2 separate regions of the Bicyclus anynana genome follow, and region 2 is linked to region 1. Evidence: chromatin contacts called from public Hi-C data. All regions are on one chromosome and are shown on one strand. Each heading gives the region's core, a stretch centred on a gene start, on an enhancer-like site or on the middle of the called end of the contact. The rest is flanking DNA. Distances are from core to core; before and after follow the strand shown. Region 1 holds the start of LOC112053071 (calcium uptake protein 3, mitochondrial). Region 2 overlaps LOC112053069 (protein phosphatase methylesterase 1).

Region 1 (6,430 bases), core at 1,700-4,199:
AACCATCTCTATACCTACTCATAACATCCAGGTGACATCGCAGTCAAAGGCTAAGGGACTAAGGGCTTTTTTTATTCTTTAAAAGTTAGCCCTTGACTACAATCTCGCAGCTACGGTCGAAGCCCCAAACCAGCCAGACCTGAACCAATAAAGAAAACCTTAATCAGTCCAGTAGGAGTTCGAACCCAGGACCTCCGTTTAATAAATCCACCGCGCATACCACTGAGCCACGGAGGCCGTCTACGTCGTTTGGTAGCATCTTAGGCGCTCTAAGTCTAAACACAGCAATGCAGAAATAATCATGGTGATTGTACTACCCCGGACGAGCTCCGGCATAGCTCTAGTACAGGCTCGATAAGTGATCCAAGCGTGTTCACTCTTCAACGATTAATGACCATTTTTGTTTTTATTTACCTTTTCAATCGGAACGACATTTTAAAAGTGAAACCCAAAAAAAAGTAAAATCAAAAGCAATATGTCTGGTGTCCTATTAACGTTTCACCACCGCGGCGTCTCATTAACCCGTTAACACGTGTTTCAAAATGGACCAAAAAGTTACCAAAATCATCAGTAGGATCCCGTCGGGTCGGTACTTAGGGCGTTGATATTAATTGCCTGCATTAACTGGAGTGGGGTAATGTCATTCATTGAATTGTCTCGATGGTCCAGCGGTTAATATGCTAGGGCTACGGAGCTATGGATCATGATGTCTTGGATTCGAATTAAATACATTTTGTAATATTTTAATTGTGACGAACTCTGGTGCAAATAAATAAGCTAGTATTTCTTTGAACGGCGAAATTGTTGAAGAGAGAAATAAATGCAAGGTGCGAAAAATTAGCACATTTGAATAAAACATACATTTATCTATACACCTATATGAAAATGAATCCATATATCCCTTGGTCACGCCATCACGCGTGAACAGCTGGACCGGTTTCATTATTTTATGTTTTTTGATGTGTTTGTTATTGTCAGGAGAACATTCTTATGATAGAAAAAATTTAAAAAACTGTGCGGAAAATTAAAAAAATGGGTAGGAGTAGGGTAGTACGGGTAGGGGTAGTTGAAAGTTTACATCGAGTTTCACGCGGACGAAGTCGCGGGCGTCCGCTAGTTCATAATATAATGTGTAGTGCTATATCATATAAATAAGATTTGTTTCATTAAATGCTATAATTACCTAATAATAACAATATGCTCCACTGTAGGAGGATAGATATATCCTCATACAACACATTACCATTGCAACATTACAATTGCAATACTGATGTGGGGGACTTCACCGCAAAGCTGAGCGTGAGGAGCTTCTAGAGTTGAGAGTGGGCTAAATGTTGGAGGACTTCCTGGAGAAGGAGGGCCTGTTTATAACAAACTCCTTCTTCAGGAAGTCGCCATAGAGGAAATTGACCTGGATGAGCCCCAAATGTTCCACAAAAGAGATGATAAACGTCCATTGCTGGACATAGGCCTCTTGCATGAACTTCCCAGCACAACAGTCTTGAGCCGCCAGCATCCAGGGGCTCCCTGCAACCTGTTTGATGTTCTCGGCCCACCTAGTATGGGGTCAACCAACACTGAGCTTTCAGGTGCGAGATCTCCTCATTCATGTTGTTTACCAAACAGTATATAAAAAACAAATTTTCTGTAATCAACAGGGTCAACATTATATATCAATGTACATTGAACATCAATGGCCACAAGATGGTAAGAGGTAGATTGAATATCAAAATTAGGGTGATAATGTAATCTCTTTAAGAATCCCATCAGATATAATATTTACTGGCGGCACCACTCGTAACACTCTTCTCTTGAAGGTGCCACCATCAAGTTTTCAATTTTGGGCTGCTACTGAGAACTTTTTGAAAGAAAGAACAGCTCATTGTCTGACCCAGAACTTGAACCGAGTATGTTTTGATCCGAAGTTACAGCGTACTGGCCCACTGAGGCAATAAGGTAATGCAATAACACAATTGAGCAGCAAGTTAGTAACAACATAATACAATGAGTGAACTCATGATGAGTGTTGAGTGTGGCCCACTCTCTGTGGTAAGTAATTATTATGCATTGTGTATTACTACTGATTATTGATTAATACGGTTCAGTTAAAAAATAATGTATATCACTATTTCTGTGATCTAGATCAGAGTGTTTTCTTTTTTTTTAACAACCTAAACATATAGTACTCATAGAGCTTATAGTACAGTAGAGCTTTGCAATGGAAGACTAACATTCAGAAAGGACCACAGTATAAAAGTGAGTAAATATCAGCTTACTGTGCTGTGGGAGACTAACATTCCAAAGGACCACAGTTTAAGTGTGCAACTCAGATACGTCTAACTAAATCTAAGGAGATCTATCTTTATTTTATAAGCTGTCATTGTTAAAATTTCCTAAATTAGCCCTCATCTAGAATTGAACCCTCCCAAGTTTATCGCCGAACCAATGGTGTTAACTTACATAGCAATATCACAACAGAGTTGTTATCACTTATCATTTGTTTACATTCACAACTGCAACAGGCAACTGTCATTACCAACATGACAAATGAAAACAAGGAAATAACCTTACCAATCGATTAGAGACGAGTCATTAGTGCATTTTTGTAACCTGCTACAATTTATTATAACACATTACGGAGCGATACCAAACTGCAAAGAGGTTAAAAATAGCTTTTTGACGTTTCTAAATATATTTCTTACCTTAGCTTTGAGAGCGTATACTGTGCCTCCGCGTTTGTAACTAGCGGCGTACAAGACCATCCCTCCGCCCAAAACACACGCACATGTCTTCCACACATTTTTGTAATATCTATTGCACTTTACTGAACTGAAATTACGCGAGCATACCGGCAAAAACTGCACTTTTCCCAATAATTTTCCCGACGTACGGCATAACGTCGCCATGTTGGTAGACTGCCTATTGACGTTTGGAGGAGTGAGCGAGAGGAGAATAGTTTGCCACTTTTGCAGGCGCATGCGCAATGCGTATTTGCGCTTGTATTACTAATTTTTTATAGGTATGAGTTTTTGATTTTTTTCTATTTTAGATCATTTTAATGTAATTTACTTATGTCATCAAATAACAGGAATATATTATTTTCATCAGATTGATTATTTCAAAGTACTTAATTGGTAATTTGCTACGTATTTATGCATGTATTCAACCATAGAAAAAACTGAAACTGAACATATTTTGATGAGGTTTTCAGCACATTGACTTAGAATAAAATATCATTTAAAAAAATGTTTTAAAGCCAATGCTTGCAATTTATAATCTATGATTAAATGATTAAATTATAGTATATACAATGTAGGTACATGATAAAATTGCAGAATCTTTGAATTAAGTAACAAATATTGATAGAACTGTAAAATAATTTATTACAAACAAGTATTTATTTGGTGATTTATTAATTTTAAACAAATGTCTTTACATAATTGAATACATAATTAAGAAATAGATTCTTTGGTTTAGTTAGTTTTCCTCAGAGTTAATAATAGTTTCTTTTTGTTGTATGTCTTCCTCTTGCACAACAATTTGCTCTGTGGTTTGTTCCACTACCATCTCTTGCACAGAATGTAATATTACCCTCTTCACTGTTTCAATATTATCATACAGTCCATACTCGGCTTGCCAGAGTATAGTGGTAATCAACTGCTGTAAATTGCCTCGCACTTGAGAGTTTTTGAATTTACGCAGTCTGTTACCCACATATTCTCCAAACACTGAATATTCGTCTTTCCTGTGACTGCTATCAACCAGCACTCGCTCTGGTGCAGGTTTGGAATACCCATGACTCTGTTTGGTATAACCGTGTGGATCCAACAGTCTATATTTGGAATTACTGGGAGGTGGTGATAAAACTTCTCTTTTGATTGTCCTGTACTTGGTCTTCTTTCGCTTGGGTTGGTATTCTTCATAGACTTCCTCGTTGAGCCACTCTTCATCGGAAGCTTGACCTGCATGCATCTGCCGCACTATGGTCAAAGGTTCCTCGTTGCTTTCCAACTGGGTTTCATTCTCTGTTTCTGAATTTTCTAACACATCAACCTGAAATTAAGTTATTTTTATTAAGATAAGTGTAACAAATAATTTAGTAAAACCCAGGCATGAAAAGGAAGCTATAATAATTTTGTAATTTTTAATTTTGATTCCTGTTTTGATTATTACTTCAGATATTATTTAATTTTTCTATCATTGTAATTTGTGTCGAGTAACGAGTTACGACAATCCTAAACCTAATTCCTAAATCGGTAATCGATATTGTTACAGTATGTATTACATAACTGATATGTCAAAATCGAGATCGAAATGAGACGCGAATCACTTTGCCAAAACGATTTATCCAAACAATCGTTCCAATCGATTTGATTGATTAATCGTTTAGAACGAATAACAAGTCGATATGCCGATTTTCGGCATCGAATTCGATTCGAATCAGGACTCGGGTCACTCGGGATAAGAATTGAATTTGAATCAGAAAGATAGTTAGTGTTATCAATATTGAATACATCATTATCACAGTATAACCTATTTAAGAATATAAATACCCGTTGTATTTCTATAACTGGCATTGAGTTGGAGGGGTTTCGGTCATTTCCTTTTTTATTAAGATCAACAGATACGGAGTAACGTACGTTATTGTCTTTGTAGGATTTTATGAATCTCTTCCGCCTGGGCGTACTATGACTTTGGCTTTGGCTTGTGCTCTCATCGACGTCGTACACGCGGATATTAGAGTCGTCCAAGGTTCCATTCTGGAGCAACTCCCACTGAATCGGATGTTTATTCACCAAATGCGTTCGTAAATTCGTCGTATTACCGAAATATTTGTATTGCGAATCGCATAATTTGCACAACACTGCAACGCAACGTTTATTCTCCTCTAATCGATCGAAAACCCGCCAAACCAGAGAAGACGTTTTCTTCATATCGATTCCCGGTCACAGATCACTTTGCCGCCGAATTAAATGATGATTATTAGAATCGTAACCGAGTAAAAAACGCATCGATTCTTGTTATCGTGATGAAGACAACAAGATGGCGATCGGCGAATGAAGCATCGAGCGGATCTCGAGCGCTACAGCGAGTAGCGACCTTCACTCGATAATGGCGTTTGACGTGTTTCACGCTCGCATTTTTTTTTTTTTTTTTTTTTAATTTATTTAACGGCCTTGGATACAAGTCCTTATAGGCCCTGCTTTAAATATTACAATTTTTCTTAAAAATAATACAAAGCACTTAAAATTATCGTCGTCGTCATCTAAATATAAATTTACTACTGTATTTTACAATTTTTCTATTGTGTTACTAATGAAATCTAAAACAGGCTTATAAAATAAATGGTTCCTCAACAATTCCTTAATGTGGCGGGGATCACACTTAATTTCGTTTTCTTCCTTTACTAACTCTATCGAACTTGCTAATATTATTCTTTGTATACCAAAAGCTGAACACTTGAAAATTATGTGATTGATATCTGCGTCGTCTTTTTTACAGTACATGCATTTGTTATCTTTATAAATTTTTAATTTGAATAAATGGCTTGGCACTAAACAGTGACCAAACCTTAGTCGGTTTATTATTGATATGAATTTTCTTGAATCCCAACTCATTTTGTTATACCATGGCTGCACCGGTATTTCATTTTGTATGTCTGCGTACCAAGATCCTTTACTTTTACTAGTTTCTTTCCAAAGTTCATGCCAAAGCAACTTCTGTCTCTTCTTCACTTCATGATAAAAGTCTGTAAATGGAGTTTTGATATTGTCTGAACAATCTTCATTAAACAATCCTTGTCTTGCTACAGAATCAACCAGTTCATTGCCCGCTATACCTCTGTGGGAGGGTACCCAGACAAATTCTACGTTCATTCCAGTTTTTCTTATGTCTAGTAATACATTTTTAATTTGAAAAATAATGTATGAAGACTTATAACTAAAATTGAAATTGTTAATAGCTAAAAGAACACTTTTGGAATCTGTTACTATAATACAATTATTTACACTATGTAAAATTTCCTCTTTTATATAAGAAATTGCTTTTAAAATTGCAAAAGATTCCGCAGTAAAAATACTACATCGAGAATTTAACTTAAACGCTTTACTAAATTTTTTTTGTGGATCATAGAAAGCAGCACTTACAAAGTGCTGATTTTTAGATCCATCTGTATATAACTTATAATAATATTTACAATTTTTATCAATAAACATCCGGAAGTCTATGTTTGACGTAATATTCAACAAATGAATTTTATTTTTCATAATCAAGCTCTCAAAGGAGCAAGAGTACATGGGCCAGGCGTTACTAACATTTATGTTAGTGGCAATATTATGCATATATGTCATAATAATAGATATGGTAGGTTGTTTACCTGCCAAAAGTGAATTTGCAGTCGCTTGTAAAGATTCAGTTGTAGATTTAGTTA
Region 2 (6,430 bases), core at 1,607-4,106, 81 kb before region 1:
CATTGACACACTTGTAAAGTGAGTTGACATCTTTAATAGTAAATCAACATCTCATGATACAGTCACATAGAGTTAGTTGTGCATACTACAATCTGATTGCTGCTACAGTTTTGATGGCCTCTGTGGCGAAATGGTATGCACAGTGGATTTACAAGACGGAGGTCCTGTGCTAGATCCCCGCTGGGCTGATTGAGGTTTTCTTAATTGGTCCAGGTCTGGCTGGTGGGAGACTTTGGCTGTGGCTAGTTCACCACTCTACCGGCACAGACATACCGCTAAGCGATTTTGCATTTTGGTATGATGTCATGTACAAACAGAAAGGACTGTAGATTACCAACCTCCTAACAAGTTAGCCCACTTCCATTTTAGCATAATCACTTACCAAAACGGTATGATAATTTTGCCCAGGTATTGGTACAATGGCAGTAACAATTAAGAAGCTTAAGTGGAAGTGGACAGGACACTTCATGCGGGATAAAAGGGATAAGTGGACCAGGGATGTGACAGAGTGGTATCCTAGGATAGGAAAAAGGAAAAGAGGTCGCCCCTGCCAAAGATGGGAGGATGACCTCAGACAGACAGCAGGAGACACATGGAGAAGGAAAGCAAGAGATAGGGAACTATGGAAGTGTCTGGAGGAGGCCTATGCCTGAGGGCAAGCTGAAGAAAAGAATCAGTGTCAATGATATGTTACAATAATATTATGTTTATAAAGTTCAGTAAATAAAGGCTTTTATTATTATTATTATATTATAATTATTATTATTATTGGTACAATAGTATAGCTCTGTGAAGACAGGTTTTGTTTTGAAAAGTTTTGTTATATCTTATGAGTAGAAAACAAATAAAAACCTGGCAGAATTTGGACTAGGACCAAGGCAGGTGCGGAACCCTCGTAACTTTAATTTTAGGTTTTCGACTAATTATCAACATTATCTAATAACATTACCTGACTTTCAAAAGAGCTAGTAATATGCCTAATTGAAATAAATGAATTTTGACATTGACTCATCTATCTTTTCTTTCTTCCAATCCTGCATTGGGGCAGTGTTGTGGGCCTAAGCTCCAACTCTCTTGTGTTGTAGCGACGTGGGCGCGGTGCTGCACAAGCTGTTCCCCGAGCTGCCGCCGCTCGTCTTGCTGGGGCACTCCATGGGCGGCGCGGTGGCGGTGCGGGCGGCGCACCTGCCCTCGCTGGAGCCCGCGGTGCAGGGCGTCGCTGTCATTGACGTCGTGGAAGGTACTGTGGACCGGCTAAATCTATTATTCTTAAGAAATCTTCATTAGAAATCAAATAATAAATGAAGAGTTCCTTAAAATATTACCGATATAGCTCATTGAGTCGTGAATCAAAAATGCCAATGGGTGGGTACATAAGTCAAAAGACTAATGGAAATTGTTATCTCAAGGGGAGACAAAATGCTTAGTAACTAAACTAAAAATGAATAAACTTATTTTCTTTCTTCTTTCTTTCTTAGCATTCTATGTAAATATTCATCTCGCCTTGCACTTGCCTGGTCCATTGTGTGGAAGAGTGAAATATTATAGCAGAACCTGTTTCTTGTGTTCTGGGTGTAGAGGAATTGATGACATGCTTCAACACACACCTTCACTTGAACTTTGTCTGCATGGTAACTACTACACAAAGCCTAGCTATTCTGTTGTCTGTTTCTCTTATTTTTAATACTTTTGTCATTAATGTTGATGTCAACTAACAATAAATGAAAATGCCAGGGACCGCTATGGAGGCGCTGGCCAGCATGCAGAGCTTCCTGCGCAGCCGCCCCACACACTTCAACAGCATCGAGCACGCCATAGAGTGGTGGTATGTGTTGTTATTTGTATTGCTTATGATTTTTAGACAAACAAAAAAATATTTAATTGTAACTTAAAAGGAAAAACAAAATAACTAAATGAAATCCGTATCATTTAAGCGTACCTTTATATAACTGCAGTATCTAATTGAGCTGAAAGCAATGTGTTATGGTTAAATGTATATCCGGCTCGAAGGACCATAAATTCGCACTTTATATAGTGATATAATTTGTCCTCGCGCTTAGGAATTATTTGTAATAAAATTTCTTACATAATTTAATATTAATTATTAGATAATTTTATAGTAAGCCACTAGATGGCGTAGTACTACTAGCACTACGCCATCTAGTAGCGAACATTGAACTGACGAGTGTTTGTGTGCACGCGGCGGCAGCGTGCGCAGCGGACAGGTGCGGAACGTAGAGTCGGCGCGCGTCTCCATGCCCAGTCAGATCGTCAAGTGAGTCTATCGTATTATATGTACTTTGTATTGCCTGTTCCATTTGGTATAAAGATCTCTCAGCTCAGCGCACATCCTTTAAATATACAATTCTATTGGAATCAGAAACTAATGCCAGAAAGCAATGGAAACCTTTATATAATGATTTATTTATTTTGCTATCATAACCTTTATTCAAAACTGAAGTGAATCATCATGTCAAAAAATTAGACCATTTTATTGAGGAATATTAAATATTAATTAACTATTCCAGTTGCGAGACGGGTGAACTGGCTACAAACGAAATCGAGCAATACCAGAGCGCGCCCCCCTCCCCGCTGCTGCCCAACACGCGCGGCGTGCGCGCTGACGTCATCGCGGAGGAGGGCGACGAGGGGGACGGCGCGGCGGTGCAGGGCGCGGAGGGGGACGCCGCGCACTTCGTCAAGCCCGCGCCGGCGCCGGGCGGCATGAGGTAGGCAGATGGCGCTGCTCGCACGCTGACTCGCGCCAACGTGTTCATTATGTGTAACCGCGAGGTACCGTGCAGGTACCGCTGGCGCGTGGAGCTGGCGCGCTCGGAGCGGCACTGGTCGGGCTGGTTCCTGGGGCTGTCGGCCGCCTTCCTGTCCACGCGCGCGCCGCGCCTGCTGCTGCTGGCGTCGGTGGAGGGGCTGGACCGCGCGCTCACCGTGGGGCAGATGCAAGGTGCTCACTAGTGAACCCGCACCCCCCGCCTGGTACTACTCTTGTGTACCAAGAGCACTAACAATCAGCAAACTAAACTTGTAAATTTTTAATTAAGCTTCGCATTAAAAAAAAATGCAATATAAAATACATTAGTGTTCAATAAGCGCCATCTATATGTACAGGAACGTAACAAATGTTTGCGCAATAAGTCCGATAGATGTCATAGCGAGTCTATAAAAAGTATAGATTTACGATTCGTACAAGTACCTAAAGCGTTTTTTTACGTGTTTGTGTGTGTTGCAGGCAAGTTCCAGATGCAGGTGCTGACGCGCTGCGGACACGCCGTGCACGAGGACTCGCCGGCCGAGGTCGGTTTGCTCTGGGGGTTTCTATCACAAGCTCTAACTGAATGATCGAGCAATGATTGCGACAGGGTCTATCATTATCAATCCCTGCTAATCCTGATACAGTGTGGAGGGTCTAAACTTCAAATCCCACTCTTTTGTAAGTGATGCCTTGATCACACGTACCGAGCAAACGGGCGAGGCAGTGTCCTCGGCCGAGTACTCGGTACGTATAAACATATCGACGAGTGCTCGGCCGAGCACTCGGCCGTACGAAGCGCCGAGACAGTAGCTCGGCCCCCGTTCTATCTACTAGGCCGAGTGTCCACCCTCCCTTCCCCGCACTGTCTCGCTCGCTCACTCACCAGGTCTGAACGTGCATTGTCTCGCCACTCGGCCGACGGCCACATGATTATCGTTACGTCGCCGCCTTTTCTTATGATAATTTTCGTTTAAAACATTTCCAAATAAAATAAAATACACCATGTATGTTAGTAGTCAGTGTCAATGGAGTAATATTTTTTAACAGAGTCTCAAAATGTTTACATCGATCCTTTGAAACATTCTAAGGATGAACATCCACGTCGTCTCCAAATCCGACGTTGTTTTTTTTCTAATAATCGTTTTACGGTCCATCTTATCCGAATTATCTATACTAATATTATAAAGCTGAAGAGTTTGTTTGTTTGTTTGTTTGTTTGATTGAACGCGATAATCTCAGGAACTACAGGTCCGATTTCAAAAATTCTTTTAGTGTTAGATAGCCCATTTATCGAGGAAGGCTATAGGCTATATATTATCCCCATATTCCCACGGGAACGGGGACCACGCGGGTGAAACCGCGCGACGTCAGCTAGTAGTCTCAATATAACTGAACTGACTGCTAATTTCAAAACACGTGTGAACAACCTCGCTTACATCACTGTCTCGGCCGAGGAACGTTTTACTCTCTCGCCCGTTGACTCGGTACGTGCGGTCAAGGCGTGAGAGCAGGGCAGTGCTGCGGTGGGCTGATGTCGGCGACGTGTGCAGGTGGCGCGCGTGCTGGCGGCCTTCGCCCTGCGGCACCGGCTGACGGCGCCCACGCCGCGCGGCGAGCAGCTGCAGCTGGTGTCGGCGCCGGGCTGCTGACTGCCGACGTCGACAGCGCGCCGACACTCTGTCGACGCCTCCCTCCGCTGACGATCCTCTGGCTCCGCGACGGCGTGTCGACACGACCCTCTGCTGATTCCGCGCCGACGCGACGCACGCAGTCACATGGACTATCGAGCATTTTATAACTGGAACGCCGCTAATTTTTTTATAGTGTTTTTCCTAAATCATTACAACATTTATTTTCTTGTAAGATATAGTGTTAACTATAGTAGCGCCATCTAGTAGAGGTTGAAGGTACCAGTATGCTGAGGAGCCCGTTGCCGGTCAAACTTTGGACAATTCAAACATGTTTGTTAAACGATTTGATCGTCTGCGACAATAGATTAGCATTCGTTTCATGATGAAAAGGTCAATTTAGACAAACAAGTTAGATTGTTAAAGCTTATTCAGTATCTTTGACGTATACGATATTGAGATTCTATGTAAATGTCATCCGGTGCTTACTGGTACTTACAGTAGCTAGAAGACATTTGATGTTAGTTTTATTAGGTTGTTAATAAAGACTAAAATAGTAAATAGGCAGGCAGCAGGTTCCCTAACACAACGCTGTTCATATGCTGGTGACTAGTAAATAAAAAGATGGCGTAGTTAAAATTATTTTTTGTGTGAAAAAGTTGTTTTTTTTTTTGAAAGACTATTATATAGAAATAAAAATTATATTTATTATAATTAAATGCTAATTGAGAAAAAGTAGGCTATATGATGCTCAATATCTTCCAGTGAGAGCCCCGTTTAAATTGGTTCAACCGTTCTAAAAATTAGCCCAAACAGACAGACTGGTTGACAGAGTTGTTTTGTGTATAAGTATTAAGTATAGTGAAATCAAACACTTTATTTTTTTTTAATATATTGATTATTGTACTTAAGATAAGTTAAGTTGTCACTAATAATGTTTATCAAATGCTATTTTAGTTGAATTTGCAGAATATATCGAATAAGGCCTTTCCTCTGTCTGAAAACTGGAGTAACTTTTTCTAAATTGTTTCAAATTATATTTGACGTTTCTCACCAATAAACGTCAAAAATACAGCTATTCTTGAGTTTTGAGTATTTTCCATTTAGAGCAGACATCGAACCTACGGCTTTTGTTTACAGTAATGTTGTATATGTGTGTGTACAGTGAGATGTGTGTGTGTGTGGTGGTGTGCCACGCAAAGTATTAAAGTTGTTCTCAAAGTGTAATTTTAATTTATGTTTATAAAAATAAATAATTGTCAATAAAACCAATATTTTATTTGATCATCATAATTAACCACTCATATTCGACTCACTGTAGAGCACGAGTCTCCTTTCAGAATGAGAGGGGTTGAGGCCTTAGTTCACCACGCTGGCCCAATGCGGATTGGCAGACTACATAATATGTAGAGAATTAAAAATAATCACAGATATTTTATTTGAGACTAGCCTTTAATAATGCGACAGCTGGTCGACATGTTTGGGTAGCTATTTGTGGAGCTCAACTGACACGAAATTTAAACAAAAACGAATGTACTTTAGACCACGTGACTGAAGTAAAACTTCTTTTAGCTCTCTTTTTCAATGACCCCAAATCGAGCGTTTGTAAAGAAGTTTTAGTTTATAAGTCCCACTACGACGGACACAGTCGAACAGATAGATATTTATAGTTTAATTGCAGGTGTATAGTGAGATAAAAAAAACAATCGTTATTAACAAGCTTTATTTTCAACAAAAAGCAGAATTCCATACAAAACTGTAAACTACATTTGAATTAATAAATATTTCACTGGTAACGACTAGTAATAAAAATCACACGCCTTATTCAATACATTAAATTTGGGCAACACACATAATAGTATGAAAACCGGCATGAAGAATATATACCCTCATATGTTATTTAGTTGTCTAATTTTATGCTTAATTTTACTGTATTAGGCTGCCAGTCCACCGAAGCGGAGTGAGGCAGCGGAGCCGAGAAACGGAGAAATAGGAATACACAAAATTTCCACTCCCCTTAAGTGGACAGAGA

Evidence for each region. A called contact is a pair of places that touch in the nucleus more often than the background predicts.
Region 2: a contact with region 1 is called in a Hi-C map of whole body, with 3 times the contacts expected there. The contact joins the enhancer-like site here to the promoter of LOC112053071 in region 1. A contact is called at or near these places in 2 of 2 Hi-C or Micro-C datasets (whole body and whole larva).

The regions. Positions count from the first base shown.
Region 1 is chr22:13,371,277-13,377,706 of ilBicAnyn1.1, reverse strand. It overlaps LOC112053071 (calcium uptake protein 3, mitochondrial), which reads right to left and starts at 2,949. Exons shown (of 13, transcript XM_052888466.1): 1 at 2,703-2,949. It overlaps LOC112053062, which reads right to left and starts at 5,121. Exons shown (of 2, transcript XM_024092334.2): 1 at 4,554-5,121; 2 at 3,395-4,053. The coding sequence starts at 4,934. The coding sequence ends at 3,478.
Region 2 is chr22:13,451,732-13,458,161 of ilBicAnyn1.1, reverse strand. It overlaps LOC112053069 (protein phosphatase methylesterase 1), which reads left to right. Exons shown (of 10, transcript XM_024092346.2): 3 at 1-18; 4 at 1,086-1,240; 5 at 1,735-1,825; 6 at 2,210-2,275; 7 at 2,529-2,729; 8 at 2,805-2,962; 9 at 3,248-3,312; 10 at 4,321-5,666. The coding sequence ends at 4,419. LOC112053071 (calcium uptake protein 3, mitochondrial) reads right to left here. Exons shown (of 13, transcript XM_052888466.1): 13 at 6,105-6,430. Among protein-coding and RNA genes, the nearest start is that of LOC112053069, 4.7 kb to the left of the region's middle. Within about 2 kb of position 2,856, at least 7 of the 8 cell types and tissues checked have open chromatin away from gene starts, as enhancers often do.